Linked DNA regions of Sus scrofa: region 2 is linked to region 1. A link is a contact called in public HiChIP or PLAC-seq data. All regions are on one chromosome and are shown on one strand. Each heading gives the region's core, a stretch centred on a gene start, on an enhancer-like site or on the middle of the called end of the contact. The rest is flanking DNA. Distances are from core to core; before and after follow the strand shown.

Region 1 (7,143 bases), core at 1,191-3,690:
ACTTGAGTTGTGGTGTAGGTCACAGACGCGGCTCAGATCTGGTGTTGCTGTGACTGTGGTGTAGGCCGGCAGCTGTGGCTCCAAATTGACCCCTAGCCTGGTAACCTCCATATGCTGCAGGTGCGGCCCTAAAAAGCAAAAAAATAAAATAAAATAAAATAAATAAAAGTAAATTAAAAAAAAAAAGAAAGACAAATACCTAAAAATTATTAGGGCTTCTCCTATTTGTTGTGTGCATTTTAAAGGTATTGACCCCACAATTCCACCTGAGACATTCTGGCCAGAAGAATCTGTTTTTCTGGAATGCTCTGTGTGTTTCTACTTGTGTTTAGGATGGTTGGCTGAAAACTCTTAGCTTTGATATTCTGCAACCCGAATGCTCTTAGTTGTCAGTAAAACTAAGCCTGCCTACGCACTCTTCTATTCTTGATTTATAAATAGGTTCAGCTGCCTAACAATTAAATAGACTATATTTTGCACAGGCACATTCCTTAAGGAGACATTCAGAGGGCAGATGGCTTTTACTCTTATGATGTTATGCGCAAACCATCTTCCTCACTTCCCTAAGTGGGTACATTTTTCAAGGATTGGCCATGAGACTTTTGGTCTCACAGGAAATCTTAGCATCAAATTTCCAGCAGATCTTCACAGGGCCTGGCCCGAGACCAGCTTATATGTCAGAGAAGGTCTGCCCTGCAAGCTTGATATGATACATGGCCACCCATGCTTGTGGCTGTGAGAAATACCAGTGGCAAAGACATGAAGACGCCAGAGAAAAGAAAGATCAGTGGTGTCAGAGAAGGCGAAGGAGATAAGGTCTTAGGTATAATTAAATATTTGATAAGGTTGGAGGAGGAGGCATGCATGTATGAAGGCCCATGAGAGGCCTGCCGGGCAACCTGGAAGGGGACACATGGGGAAAATGGCCCTAGGGGAACCTGTCAGAACAGGAACTTGAATAATAGGACTGGGCATCATCAGCACTTTCAGATATGGTATTTCATGTATTTATCTATATAACACAATAAGGATTAAATATCATTACCCTTTTATACACGGGGGACATGACACCAAGAGGACAGAGATGTGTCGCTCACTTGGAGCACTCCAGCTGGGTCTCTGCCCCCTGAACCTCACCTGCTCTCCTGGGTCCAGGGTTGCTTCACCTGACGTCAGGGTGGGAAGGAATGAGCTCTGCCACTGAGACCCCTCTAACATACCCAGTTTTAGTCTAGATCCTGCAGCTTACTGGGTATCTCTTAAGCTTCCAGCCTGTTTTCTCGTGGTAAATGCTAGGAGTGAGTCTGGTCAGTCTCTCGAGCCCAGCCCAGACGCTGGTTGGCAGCAGAGTGCAGCCGATTTGATTTGGAGGGCCAGGGACTGGACACATTGCATAGAGTGTGCACCAAGGGACTGCCTTACATGGCAGCGAAGGCTGGCAACACAGTGAGAGGCAAGAAAGCGCCCGATTGTGATAACGTTGGAATTACAAGCCAAAAGGCCCTGTGAAGCCATAGTTTGTAGACAGTGAGTGTGGAAGAATTCAGGAGCCAATCTGGTAAGTTTCCATGCTCAGTTAGAAAAAGAATCAGAAAGAAAGAACCTAGGTCGGTCCCTTTCCAGTAGCCTGGGGCACAAGAAGGCTGAGGAATCCGATCGGACCCATGGGGGGCTCCACCGAGCGCAGTCTCGGAACCCCCGGAGGGCCGCCCCGCAGCAGCGCACCAGCTCCTAGAGAGGTGGGTCCGGGCGGGCGCTGCAGAACCGGCGAAGACTGTCGCCAGCCTCCAAGTCCGTTCTCCCCCGCCCCAAGTGCTCTGGCTGCCCTCGCCTCCGTCCCGCCCTCTCACCTCCCCGGCCTGGCCGGGCCCGCCCGGACTCTCCCTCCCGCAGTATTTAACTGATCCATAGGCGGGGGCGCGGGTGATGCGAATTCTTAGAAACCTTTAGTAGCTGCCCAGGATTTGAAGTTAAGATCCCCAAAGGACCCTTGAGGTTCATGCTGACACCCCACCCCTACTCCAGGTCACAGAAGGGCCTAGGGGGGCGGGAGAAGGGATAACACCCCACTCACCATCCCCGTCCACCTAGGAGCCCCGTTCCATCCCAGTCCTGCCAGTCCCGGGGCGAGGGGCTGGCGGCTGGGTGCAAAGGCGGAGGAGCGGCCGAAGGTGGCGGGGGCAGGTAGGCCGGGAGAGGAGGGGGCTGGGCTGGGGCGGAGGCGCCCCTGAGCTGCTGGGGCAGCTCTGGGGCGGCCACCCGACCTCCGCAGGGTAGCCCGGAGTAGGAACGGTGAGTCAGATCTCGGGCACCCGCGGGTCGGGCGGGAGGGGGGGGCGGGGCAAGTCAGGAAATGACATCAGAGGCCTGTGTTTGGGGAGGGGTGGTCTGGGCCGGGCCGGGGCGGCGGGGGCGGCGGGGCCGGCCGGGAGGGGGGCGGAGGCGGGGGCGGGAGGACCTTGATGAAGCCTCCGGCCCCGGGGCAGGATCGGGGCCCCTTCCTGGGGGAGTTTCCTGCCTCGTCGGCCCTCCCCGCCTCTCCCCGCCCCCTCTCCGGGCCGCTCCTTGTATGGTCTCGGCGCCGCTCTCTCCCCGCCCTCTCCCTCCCTCCCTCTTCCCTGCGCCCCTCCCCGCCTGGCTGGAGGCAGCTCGGGACCGGGACGCAGAGTCCGAGGACCCGGCTGCGAGACGGCCACCCGAGACGCTGCGCGCACGCTCCGGCCCGCGGTGAGGCGCGGGGAGCCGCCCGGCGGCCGCTCCCGGGGTGGGGGCGCGGGGGCGCGGAGGGGAGCCGGGCCGGCGAGGGGGTCCTCAGCCGGGCTCTGCGCTGCGTAACCCGGCCCTCCGTCCCCAGCAGCCCGGCCTGGCCATGGCGGCCCCCCGCCCGCCTCGCGCGATCTCCGTCTCGGCTCCGGTTTTTTACGCCCCGCAGAAGAAGTTCGGCCCGGTGGTGGCCCCAAAGCCCAAAGTGAATCCTTTCCGGCCCGGGGACGGTGAGCCTCCCGCGGCGGCCGGGGCCCAACGCGCACAGATGGGCCGAGTGGGCGAGATCCCCCCACCGCCCCCAGAAGGTATGTGGCCGAGCTCGGGGGCTGGACCTCGGCGGGCGCCGGGCCGGGGGGAGTGGTTTCGGGAATTTGGGGATGTCTGGAGAGGTTGCAGCAGAGGGGGCTGGGCGCAGCCACCCAGTCCCGAGCAGATGTTCTTACCTCATCGTGGAGCTCATGGCTGGAAGCCAGGGCTCCTGGGACTGTTCCAAGTCCTCCGCCTGGGGGTGGGAGGCGGGAATGTGGGGCACGAATTTTCCCCTCTGGGTCCGTTTTCCGAAGTGTAATGGGAGATGCATCCACTCCTTGGCCGAGCCCCGGCCTTTCCTGACCCAGTGCTCCCGGGGCGTCCTGCGCCCCTTTTACTTCCCGCGCCCTCCAGGACCCCTGAGAGAAGTTCTTGGGTTGGGGCTTAGAGGTGGAGCAGGAGGGGAACTTGGCGAGGGGTAGAGGAGTCCCCGCTGACTGCCCTCTGTCTCCTCCCAACCTCAGACTTTCCTTTACCGCCGCCTCCCGTGCTGGGGGAGGCCGACGAGGCGGAGGGCGCCCTGGGAGGTGCTTTCCCTCCCCCTCCTCCCCCGATCGAGGAACCGTTTCCCCCTGCGCCTTTGGAGGAGGAGATCTTCCCTTCCCCGCCGCCCCCGCTGGTGGAGGAGGGAGGGCCTGAGGTCCCCATACAGCTCCCACCGCAGGTATGGAGGCCTGGGAGGGGCAGCTGCAGTGGACACCCCAAGGGGAGGAGAGGAGGGTCCTTCAACCCCCCCCCCCCCCCGGCTCTCGGCCTCTCTGTCCACACGAGGGTGGGGCTGCGGTGGAGAATTGGGCATGGGTGCTCTGACTCCTGACCCTCTAGCCCAGGGATAAAGTGAGCAGTATTGATCTGGAGATTGACTCTCTGTCCTCACTGCTGGATGACATGACCAAGAATGATCCCTTCAAAGCCCGGGTAAGGGAATGGAGAGGAGCAAGGGCAGGGCAGGGAGGAAGGTCGTGGGGATCGAATTATGGGGGGGCAGCACCTCCTCTAAGGTGCTTCTCTCCCCTCTGCCTCCCCTTGCAGGTGTCATCTGGATATGTACCCCCACCGGTCTCCACGCCATTCATTTCCAAGTCCAATACCAAGCCTGCACCTGGGGGCACAGCCCCCCTGCCTCCCTGGAAGTCTGCTTCCAGCTCCCAGCCTTTGTCCCAGGCCCAGCCTCAGAGCCAAACGCACTTCCATGTGCAGCCCCAGCCCCAGGCCAAGCCTCAGGTCCAGCTCCATGTCCAGCCCCAGGCCCAGCCCCAGCCTGTGCCTTCGGCTAACACCCAGCCTCGGGGTCCCCCAGCCCCATCTCCCGCCCCTAAGTTTTCTCCAGTGACTCCCAAGTTTACTCCTGTGGCTTCCAAGTTCAGCCCTGGAGCACCAGGTGGACCTGGGTCACAGCCCAGTCGAAAGTCAGGGCCCCCTGAAGCTCCTTCCACTGGCACAGGCTCTGCTCAGCCTCCCAGCTTCACTTATGCTCAGCAGAGGGAGAAGCCCCAAGTGCAAGAGAAGCAGCACCCAGTGCCCCCACCAGCTCCAAACCAAAACCAGGTGAGGGAGGGTGAGAGGACCAGACTGAGACCAGGGGGTGGGGGGGCTGAATCGGGAGCCGGAGGATGAGGAGGAAGGTGGTCCTGGAGCCAGAGGTGGCGGGAGAGTGGTGGGATAAGCGTTTTCAGCCTCTGGGCTTCTTTGGTGGGCCTCGTGCTTCTGGAGGAGAGCTTTGGCAGGGTCTGGGCTGGGTGGGGCCTGACGGGGAGAGGGGGGAGCAGCATAGGCTCTGACTTAGGAGGAGGGTTTGGTGGCCCTCCCCTCCTGCCTCAGAAAGTTAAAGGGGCGGGATGAGGTCATCCCCAGTCCACCTTCAGGTCTTCCCCATTCTTGGATGCTTGAGTTAATCGCTGCTCCTCTAAGCACTTTCACCGCCCAGGGGCCCTTCTGCGCGATAAGAGCCATTGGTAAACACTGGCTGAGCCAGCCGACATCTGCCCAGTGCCAGGCACTGTGCTCTGTGCTGGGAGGGAAGAGAGCGCGGAGAGGTTGAGCCTGAGGGAGTCAGTGGACCTGGAGTAGAATTCCCGGCTCCCAAGACTCCAGGCAAGTTAGGTGAACTTTGAGCCTCAGTTCACTATCTAGATTTAGAGTGAGATTGAGCAAGCTGGGATCTGTACCTGGGACGCGAATGCTCAAAGCAGAAAAGTTCCCATTCCTGCTTGCCCATTCCTGCCTTCAGTTCAGGAGACAGATCTTCTGGCTTTAAGGGACGCTGCCAGTCATCTAGCCATGGAGTTGACTGACAGCATGGATGTCCTTGTGAGCTCAGGCATGGGGTTGGAAGAGATGCCCAGAGCCAGGGAGGTTTGCGGAGTCCCATCTTGTAGAAACGCTGAACAGCAGCCAGACTGGGACCAGGCATCATGAGGCTGGCGTGCCTCAGCCTTGGCGGTGAGACCTAAGAATCCAGAGAGGAGAGGGAAGGGCATTTGGGTGGGAATAACGCGAGCAAAACTCAAGGGCACAGATACCGCTGGCGCTGTCTGGAGGATAAGACGTGGAAGGTGGTCGTGGGGAAAGTATAGACCTCAGAGAGCAAAAAAGTGAAAGAGCACACGGAGGGAGCCTGTGGGTCCTGCAGAGGTGGTGATGGCTTTTGAGTAGGTGTGTGTCTGGGTTGCGAGGCTCGGGACAGCTGTGCCTTTTGGAAGCTTTGGTGCGGACTAGATGTAGGAGGTCAGTGATGTGCGGGGGAGGGGCGGTTCACTCTGGGCGACAACCCCCCCGGGGCAGTGGTCACTTTAGTGGAAATGAAACCAAGGCTCAGATGGGAGAGCTCTTCCAAAGGAAGAGCCTTCAGGCTCAGTAACTGATAAGCAGTTGGAAGAGGAGGGGGAGGAGTTAAAAAAAAAAAAAAAAAAAAAAGAAATGCTCACTGTGCTGGGGAATGACAGTGTTGCTGACAAAATAGAGAAGTCCAGAAGGGGAAATGGTGTGGACGGGAAGAGGAGGGTCCAGCTGTTGTTGAGCAACAGGTTCCAGGAGGACCTTCTTTCAGCTGGAACTGTCATTCACTTAGAAGCGGGGGATGGGTGGCAGGAGAGGGCCTGGGCTTGAGGGGTGTGCATGCACTCTGTCGGATGTGCCCTGATACGCAAGCCCAGGGGATGCTGACACGGGAGGAGCCTGGGGCCTGGGAAGACCCCTGAGTGATGGATGCTCCTGTGGACCAGGAGGGAGGGGGAAGAATGGCAAGGAGGAGAGTCACAGGTCAGGGTGGGAGCTCAGAGAAGAGAGGGATGGCCACGGAGCTCTTTGGTGAGAGTCCAAGGAGGATGAGGACTGAAATACGGCTTGGGATTGGATGACTCGGAAGCCATGTCCTGTTGTGGGGACAGAGTGAGCAGGGAGTGGGTGTTGCGAAAATGGAGTTGCCAGGGTAGGCTGCTCTCAGAGGTTGGCAGAGAGAAGGACTTGTGTGCGTGTGCGTGTGCGTGTGTGTGTGAGTGTGTGTGTGTGTGTGTGTGTGTGTGTAGGGTTGACATTAGGGGAAGAGGGTTGGGTATAGATGTGAACCAGGAGGAGGAAACCCATGGAAGAAGAATTGGGGTGCCTGAGATGGGGGGGGTGCTGCTGGCGACCGCCCTGCCCCCAAGGCATTCCCAGAGAGCCAGGGTGGTGTGGCCACAATATCCCTTGGCCGCCTTCCAGCTCCTCTGTCGTGTAGGGGCTGAGGTCATCTGTGAGAGCGAGGGGGCGAAGCAGTCAGGGGCTTGGGGAGATGGAAAGGTTTGGAACAGCTGCTGTGGGGAAGGCGACTGGGCATCCACGGGAGTCACGTAACTAGACAGCCGAGCTGAGGCTGGAGGGTGCGGAGGGCGCTGCAGTGTTTTGTGAACTCTGCAGTGTTCAGCCATCTCTCCACCTACTTTCTGCAGCTTGAAGGCAGAAACAGGAAGCGGGCGGTGTCTTTGACCCAGGGTGGCCATTGGACCAGATAAGCAATGCTGGCTGAAGGTGGCAACGGTGGCCATGAGAGCCTCGTAGAAAGCAGTGGTCAAGAGGCCAGGAGTTTGG
Region 2 (7,143 bases), core at 2,771-5,270, 71 kb before region 1:
TGTACGTGTCTGACTGGGTTGCTCTGCTGTGCAGTAGAAGTTGACACAACATTATAAACTATAGTTTAAAAAAATTTTAATTGAAAGAGTAAAAACTGGGAGTTCCCATTGTGGCTCAGCAGTAACGAACCCAGTTAGTATCCATGAAGATGTGGCTTCAATCCCTGGCCTCATTCAGTGGGTTAAAGGATCTGGCATTGCTGTGACCCATCGTGTAGGTCCCAGATGCAGCTCGAATCCTGCATTGCCGTGGCTGTGGCATAGGCCGGCAGCGACAGCTTGGATTCGACCCCTAGTCAGAACTTCCATATGCCGCACACGTGGCCCTAAAAAAAAAGCAAAAATAAATAAATACATTTAAAAAAAATAGTAAAAACTTTGCTAAAACCATGAAAAGAAGTCTGTCAGGCAATTTTAAGTGAACAAAACAAATTATAGATTAGTCTAAATATTATGACCACATATTTTGTAAAAAATAAGTAGAATGACATTATTAAATGAAAATAAAATGAAATAAGTTGTACCCTAGGGAGGCAAGTGTGCACGTGCAGGTGGGCTGTGGGAGCTCAGCAGGAGGAGGCAGCTCGGGCCTTGGGGAAAGTTGTCAGAAATGCAGAGGAGGGAGGAGTTCCCGTCGTGGCTCAGGGGTTAACGAACCCAGCTAGGATCCATGAGGATGCAGGTTTGATCCCTGGCCTCGCTCAGTGGGTTAAGGATCTGGTGTTGCCCTGAGCTGTGGTGTAGGTTGCAGACGCGGCTCAGATCCGGCGTTGCTGTGGCTGTGGTGTAGGTCGGCAGCTGCAGCTCCGATTAGACCCCTAGCCTGGGAACCTCCGTGTGCCACAGGTTCGGCCCTAAAAAGACAGGAAAAAAAAATGCAGAGGAGGGAGAGGAAAAAAAAGTTGAGCTGAAACATCACCAGGCAGAGGGAGGGGAACTGGCTGAGAAAGAGCAAAGGGGCCTCAGAAGTGACCTGGAGTTGGGTGCCGGAGTTGGGTGGCGACCTTGAGGGAGGACCCGGTCTTCGGGTGGGCTGCTGGAATGGTGGGACGCACGTCAGTGTCCTGCTGCTGCAGCAGCGTGGGAAGGCGTTTTGGAGGGGCCGTGTGTTTGGCAGTTAGAGAACCACATCGGAGCTGGGTTCTGTGTCCTTCCAACCCCCGCCCTTGAAGAAGGGTATCAGGTTGAATTTCACAGCTCTGCTTCCCTTTGCCAGGGGATTCTCTTCTAAAATTATCCCCCCACTCCCTGAGCTGGGGGTGGCCCTTTGCTGCCCTCCCCATCCTGTTTCCTGTCACAGGGAAGAGGAAAACAGGAAGAAATGAAGCAAATGGGATATCCGAGCAAAGAGGGGAAGGTGTCTGTCTGAGGCCAAGACACTGCCAGCAGCTACAACTGCCAGAGCACCTCCCTGTGCTGTGCGTGGAGCTTGCGACCGTCTTCCCACAGGCCAGAGGGTGTCATTCTCCCGTGTTGTGTTGTGTTTTGTTTTCCAAAAGAGGAAGATGAGGTTCCGAGGCTTCAATTATACAAAAAAATCAAGAGATGTCACCTTAAGCGCGTGCACTCTAGAATTAAACAGATTGCAGATGCTGGCTCTGCCTTTTAAGGTATTGGAGACGTTGGCTAAGCTACCTAACCTCACTGAACTTCAGTCCCCCTTCTCTAAAAAGGGAGAGATGGGGAGTTCCCACTGTGGCACAGCGGAAATAGTAGCCATGAGGAGACAGGTTCAATCCCTGGCCTGGCTCAGTGTGTCTGGGATCCAGCGTTGCCGTGAGCTGTGGTGTAGGCTCGGATCCCGTGGTGTAGGCTCGGATCCCGTGTTGCTGTGGCTGTGATGTAGGCCGACAGCTGTAGCTCTGATGTGACCCCTACCATGGGAACCTCTATGTGCGACGGGTGCAGCCCTAAAAAGCAAAGCAATTAAAAATGGAGAAACAGCTGTTCTCCTAAAAGTCCCTCTGAGGATGAAGCACAGCAATGCAGAGTGGTGACGCGGGGTGGCCGCGTTCGGATGCCGTCGCCCATCTCCAAGAATGAGCTTTGCTTTAATGACACAGCTGACATTCGGAGCTTATTTCGGGGCAGTCACGCTTAGCTTTCGTGTGCATTCTTTTCTCTCCATGACCCTCTAAGTTACTGTCGTTCTGAAGAAAGAGAGGCCAGGGTGGGAGATGATGCTTCAGTGCACACTCTCAACGAAGAGTATTGCTTCTGTTTATTTTTTTCCTAGCATGAGACTTTCTCCCCACTCCTGCCCCCGCCTTCAGGGGCTATCGCTTTTTCCCACCGAGCTAGGAGAAGAAGCCAAGAAGGAGCTGAGCTTGGTCCTAAGACCCAGGACTTTATTCCACCTTAGCTTCTGTTGGGCAGAGAAGAGGGAAAAAGTATAACCTGTGCACAAATCCGGAAGAGGGAGAAAGAGCCCTGTCCAGTGCTATGGGGAAGAGGCCAGGGATTTTTATTATTTTTATTTTATGTTATGTTATTTTACTATTTATTTTTGCTTTTTAGGCCTGCACCTGCAGCATATGGAAGTTACCAGGCTAGGGGTCGAATCAGAGCTGCAGCTGCCAGCCTACACCACAGCCACAGCAATGTGGGATCTGAGCCACATCTGTGACCTACACCACCGCTCACGGCAAGGCTGGATCCCTAACCCACTGAGCAAGGCCAGGGAACGAACCCGCATCCTCATGGATACTAGTGGGATTCGTTTCCACTGAGCCACAACAGGCACTCCCAGAGGGCCAAGGATTTTTGAAGAATCTGGAAGGCAAGGCCCAGTACACAGTAGAGGAGAAATGACTGCTACATTTGGACAGCTACAAAGAGAAAGTGTGTTTATAGGAGATTTCGGTTGCCTGGGGAAAGTTTCAGAAAGTAGGTGGTCATGGGTTTTGTGCTACGCTGGATGTGCAGAAGGAAAACCATGACGGAAAGCCCCTGAAAGAGAGCCTGATGGCATATTATCCAGTGATTTTTTTTTTTCTTCTTTTTTTTTTTTGTTTTTTTTAAGGCTGACCTGTGGCCTAAGGAGTTCTCAGACCAGGAATCAGATCCCAGCGGCAGTTTCAACCTACGCTGCAGCTGGGGCAACACCCACTGTGCCAGGCTGGGGATCAAACCTGTGTCCTGGTGCTGCAGAGATGCCACTGCTCCCATCGCACCACAGCGGGGACGCCACTCATGAGATCTGAACCAGTTCTGATTTCATGCTCAGAATTATTGCCCTCCAGTCCTTGCCCTTCAGCGCTAGCAGATGTACGATTCCTCGACCCTCTCATTTCAGAACCTGCTTTTTAGAATAGCGGCTGGTGCTTCGGGGTGGCTTGGTGGAGTGTGCGGGTTTTCTCAGTGCCCATGAGCGCTGCCCTCAAATCTCAGAATCCATCATCTGGACCTGATTTTCTCAGGAATTGTGAAGACATGGTAGTCGTGTTAGACAATTGTTGCTTGGGGTTATCAAGCCCCAACAAAAGCTGGTTACCTTCAGGGGAGCCATACTCCACAAAGGGGTGAAAATCTTCTCTGTTTCTTTTTCTTTGTTGTCTTTTTGCCATTTCTAGGGCTCTACCCGCGGCAGATGGTGGTTCCCAGGCTAGGGGTCAAATCAGAGCTGTAGCCGCCAGCCTGCACCAGAGCCACAGCAACGCGGGATCTGAGCCGCGTCTGCAACCTACACCACAGCTCACGGCAACGCCGGATCCTTAACCCACTGAGCGAGGCCAGGGACCGAACCCGCAGCCTCGTGGTTCCTAGTCGGATTCGTTAACCACTGAGCCATGACGGGAACTCCAAATCTTCTCTGTTTCTAAAGCCCCCTCCCCAAAGAATGTAATTGCACTTTGGCACTCTGTAATCTTTTGTTTGTTTGTTTGGTCTTTTGGGGCCACAAGCACGGCCTAGGGAAGTTCCCGGACTAGGAGTTGAATCAGAGCTGCAGCTGCCAGACCCGAGCCAAGTCTGCACCCTACACCACAGCTCACAGCAATGCCAGATCCTTAACCCACTGATCAAGGCCAGGGATGGAACCCACATCCTCATGGATACTCGCTGGGTTTGTTCCCGCTGAGCCATGACAGGAACTCCCATAACGTTGTTTCTGTAGTGAAGAGTTCACAGGGAAAAGACTGTCCTAGGAAAAGTGGTTTTAAAAAAGTGCGATGCCAGATGGAGTAGCTTGGCCTTGGCCAAAAATTATTTATTGACCTGAAACGGGAAGAATAGCAGAGTACTTCCCTGTCATCTTTTATGTTGTCGGACTCATCACGAGCAATGCCCACTCCCTTCCCTCCCTGGTGTCCCCCGTTCCCACTTCCCCTTCTCCCCTGTTATCTAACCTGTGCTGACAGGCTCCCAAGGGCTGCTCCACAGTCTAAGTGGAAGCTCAGCCCTCCCTGTACATCCAGGCTGTGGCGTGGCGGGCATGTATCAGTCTGGGACGTGGGAGAAATGCCAGAAGCCAAGGCTATTGCCCTCTGCCCCACACCCAGCGGGTGATAAAGCTGGGGTCAAGGGCATGGCCCCAAAGCATCACTGGCAGCCTCTGGCAGACAGAAAAGGCAGCGCTGGAGGAGAAAACTCACCACTGGTTGGATTGGGGAGCTGGTCCGACCGATGAGTAAACTGGAGGAAGATACGGAGCTGGGAGCCACCCCACAGGGACCGGTGGCGGACAGGTGCCAGCTGCTCCCCCAGGTGAGCCCCTCCCCCTCTGCCCCCCGCATTTCCAGACCCTAGAGGCATGCCATCTGGCTCCCCAGTCCTCACCTCCCCAGGGACGCAGAGGTGCAGTCTGGGGAGCAGACAGGTTTGAAGAGGGCGTGTGAACCAGTTTCCCATCCTGGTCTGGGAGGTATTTATAGAGGGACCGGTGGCCTGGGACTAGAAGCCTCCTGGTGACTAAGGAGGGGGACAGTGCTGCTGGCCCCGCTGAGGGAATTCCCTGTGGGGCTGCCCCGCAGGTTCTCGTCCCCACCCCTCCCCCGCACGGCTCTCACACCTGCTTCGACCCCAAGCAGATCAGATGTGGCAATGGGGGGGTCATGTGACGGCGAGATGGCTATAAATAGCTGGGGGTGGGCATGCTGCCCCAGACGCCTTGGGGACAGGCAGGAGGACCGGCCTAAGGAGCTGTACTGCGGGGAGGGCGGGGGCCAGCAGGCCGAGGCCTGGCCGGGGAGGGAGCATGGAGCCCTCTGAGTCCCAGCGGCGTGGGCGCGAGCAAAGCTGGTGGGGCAGTGCCCCCCAGTACCAGTACATGCCCTTTGAACACTGCACCAGCTACGGACTGCCCTCTGAGAACGGGGGCCTTCAGCACAGGCTCCGGAGGGATGCGGGACCCCGACCCAGTGCCCACCCCACACAGGTAAAGTCCTCAAGGGTGGGAGCGGGGGAGGGGGCGGGGGTTCGAGGGGACTTTGAGGAGAGGGCTGTGCGTGCCATGGATTGGGGGAAATGAGCAAAAAGAGGGAGCAGTGTGATCTTTTTAATTTCAAGTACACGGTAACATGTCCAAAATATGGACATTCTGCAAAGGTCTGGCTTCAGCTAAGTGTGCACTTGTGTGAGACACACGGACTTTTAACACAAGCTTTACCAACAGAGCCCCCGGATCCTGTGGGGAGGCAGCAGAACCCCACACGCACGACAGGCTCGTGCTTACATAACCCACACGAGGTGACTGGCAGGGGAGCCCACACCTCTGCGTGTGTGAGTTGACACACGCTCACCCGCATGCGGACACCTCCAGACGAGCCCCTCTCCGCCCCCAACAGAACACACACACCAACACCCCTGCAGAAGGCAGAAGAGGGGCGGGATAAGTGGCGAAAAGGGACTGAATTGCATATCAGGGTCCCGTCAGCAGGAGAAATGTGATCAAACCTTCAGGCGGGGATTAATCAAGTCAGAACCTATGAAGGGGGCAGGTCCAGAGATATGACCCCGGTGAGAGGGGCTTGTGAACAAATTGGGGGTGTCCAGGAATGAATATCCTCCAGGGGCTGGAGGCATCTAGGCAAGGACCGCAGGATGGGGGCTGCTGGGACAGGTGGGAGCTTGTCACATAAATACACAGATTATGATTATCGGGTGGACATGCATGTGGAGAAGCACTGGATGGAACCTGTTGGGGGAACAGGAAATCGGCATTTAGAAGAGTTTTAACCAACAAGGGGGCAGATTGCAGCTCCTTGTTTCGGGGTCTGGCCAGGACCGGGAAGCTGAGGGGCTGGGCTGGGCTGGTGACCTCAGCTTAGGGGTCAAGAGGATTCACGTCTCCGTCCTGCTCCATCCCTGGTGTGGTGGCTAAGGGCAGCCCCAGAGCATGAGTTGGGGGTGGGGACCTGAAAGCCAGGGGGGCTCCAGTGGTGAGTCAGAGGGGGCTTCCTGGAGAAGGGAGGGCCTGGAACACTGTGCCAGGGGCGGACAGGAAGCCCTCTTTTGGAGTTCCTGTTGTGGCTCAGCAGGTTAAGGACCCAGCACTGTCTCTGTGAGAATGTGGGTTTGATCCCTGGCCTTGCTCAGTGGGTTGAGGATCTGGCATTGCCGAAGTTTCAGCGTAGGTCACAGATGCGGCTCAGATCTAGTGGCGTAGGCATCAGCTGCAGCTCCAATTCAACTCTTGGACCAGGAACTTCCATATGCCAAGGGTGCATCCATTTAAAAAAGACCTCTTCTCATAGCCACGTACATATCACCATGTATACAATCTGGGTGGGGCAACGAATTGAGTAAATGTGCAGCCGTGGAACCTTCTGGCGACAGGGAGAAAACCAGACACACCAGTGTAAGACTCCCCGTTGGACGGGAATGCCGAAGTGACTTGGGAAGTCAGGGTGGGCTGGTTTCCACAGGGCCCTGGAAGCAAAGAGGAGTTTAGACTTATTTGTTTCTCTGTTTAAATTTTCTTATGGAAAATTTCAAACTAACACAAAAGTGGAGGAGTTCCCTGGTGGCTCAGCGGGTTAAGGATCCAGTGTTGTCACAGTGGTGGCTCAGGTTGCTGCTGTGGTACGGGTTCCATCCCTGGCCCCGGAACTTCCACATGCTGCAGGCATGACCCAAGAGGGAAAAAAAATGTAAAGAGAACAATGTAATGAATTCCCGAGTGCCCCTTGCCCAGTGACAGCAATA

The links. HiChIP or PLAC-seq counts read pairs in DNA pulled down with a chosen protein or histone mark.
Region 2: a contact with region 1 is called in an H3K27ac HiChIP or PLAC-seq map of skeletal muscle. The contact joins the promoter of CLCN1 here to the promoter of ZYX in region 1. A contact is called at or near these places in 1 of 5 promoter capture datasets (fetal liver), 6 of 47 Hi-C or Micro-C datasets (blood, fibroblasts, heart right ventricle and 2 more) and 2 of 2 datasets of contacts at active chromatin or transcription factors (alveolar macrophages and skeletal muscle).

What each region holds. Positions count from the first base shown.
Region 1 is chr18:6,865,531-6,872,673 of Sscrofa11.1, reverse strand. It overlaps ZYX (zyxin), which reads left to right and starts at 2,440. Exons shown (of 10, transcript XM_003134592.5): 1 at 2,440-2,727; 2 at 2,855-3,071; 3 at 3,540-3,739; 4 at 3,901-3,993; 5 at 4,108-4,623. The coding sequence starts at 2,870. It overlaps LOC102166231 (a long non-coding RNA gene), which reads right to left and starts at 3,558. Exons shown (of 3, transcript XR_299598.3): 1 at 3,210-3,558.
Region 2 is chr18:6,938,407-6,945,549 of Sscrofa11.1, reverse strand. CLCN1 (chloride channel protein 1) reads left to right here and starts at 4,020. Exons shown (of 21, transcript XM_021078562.1): 1 at 4,020-5,374. The coding sequence starts at 5,195.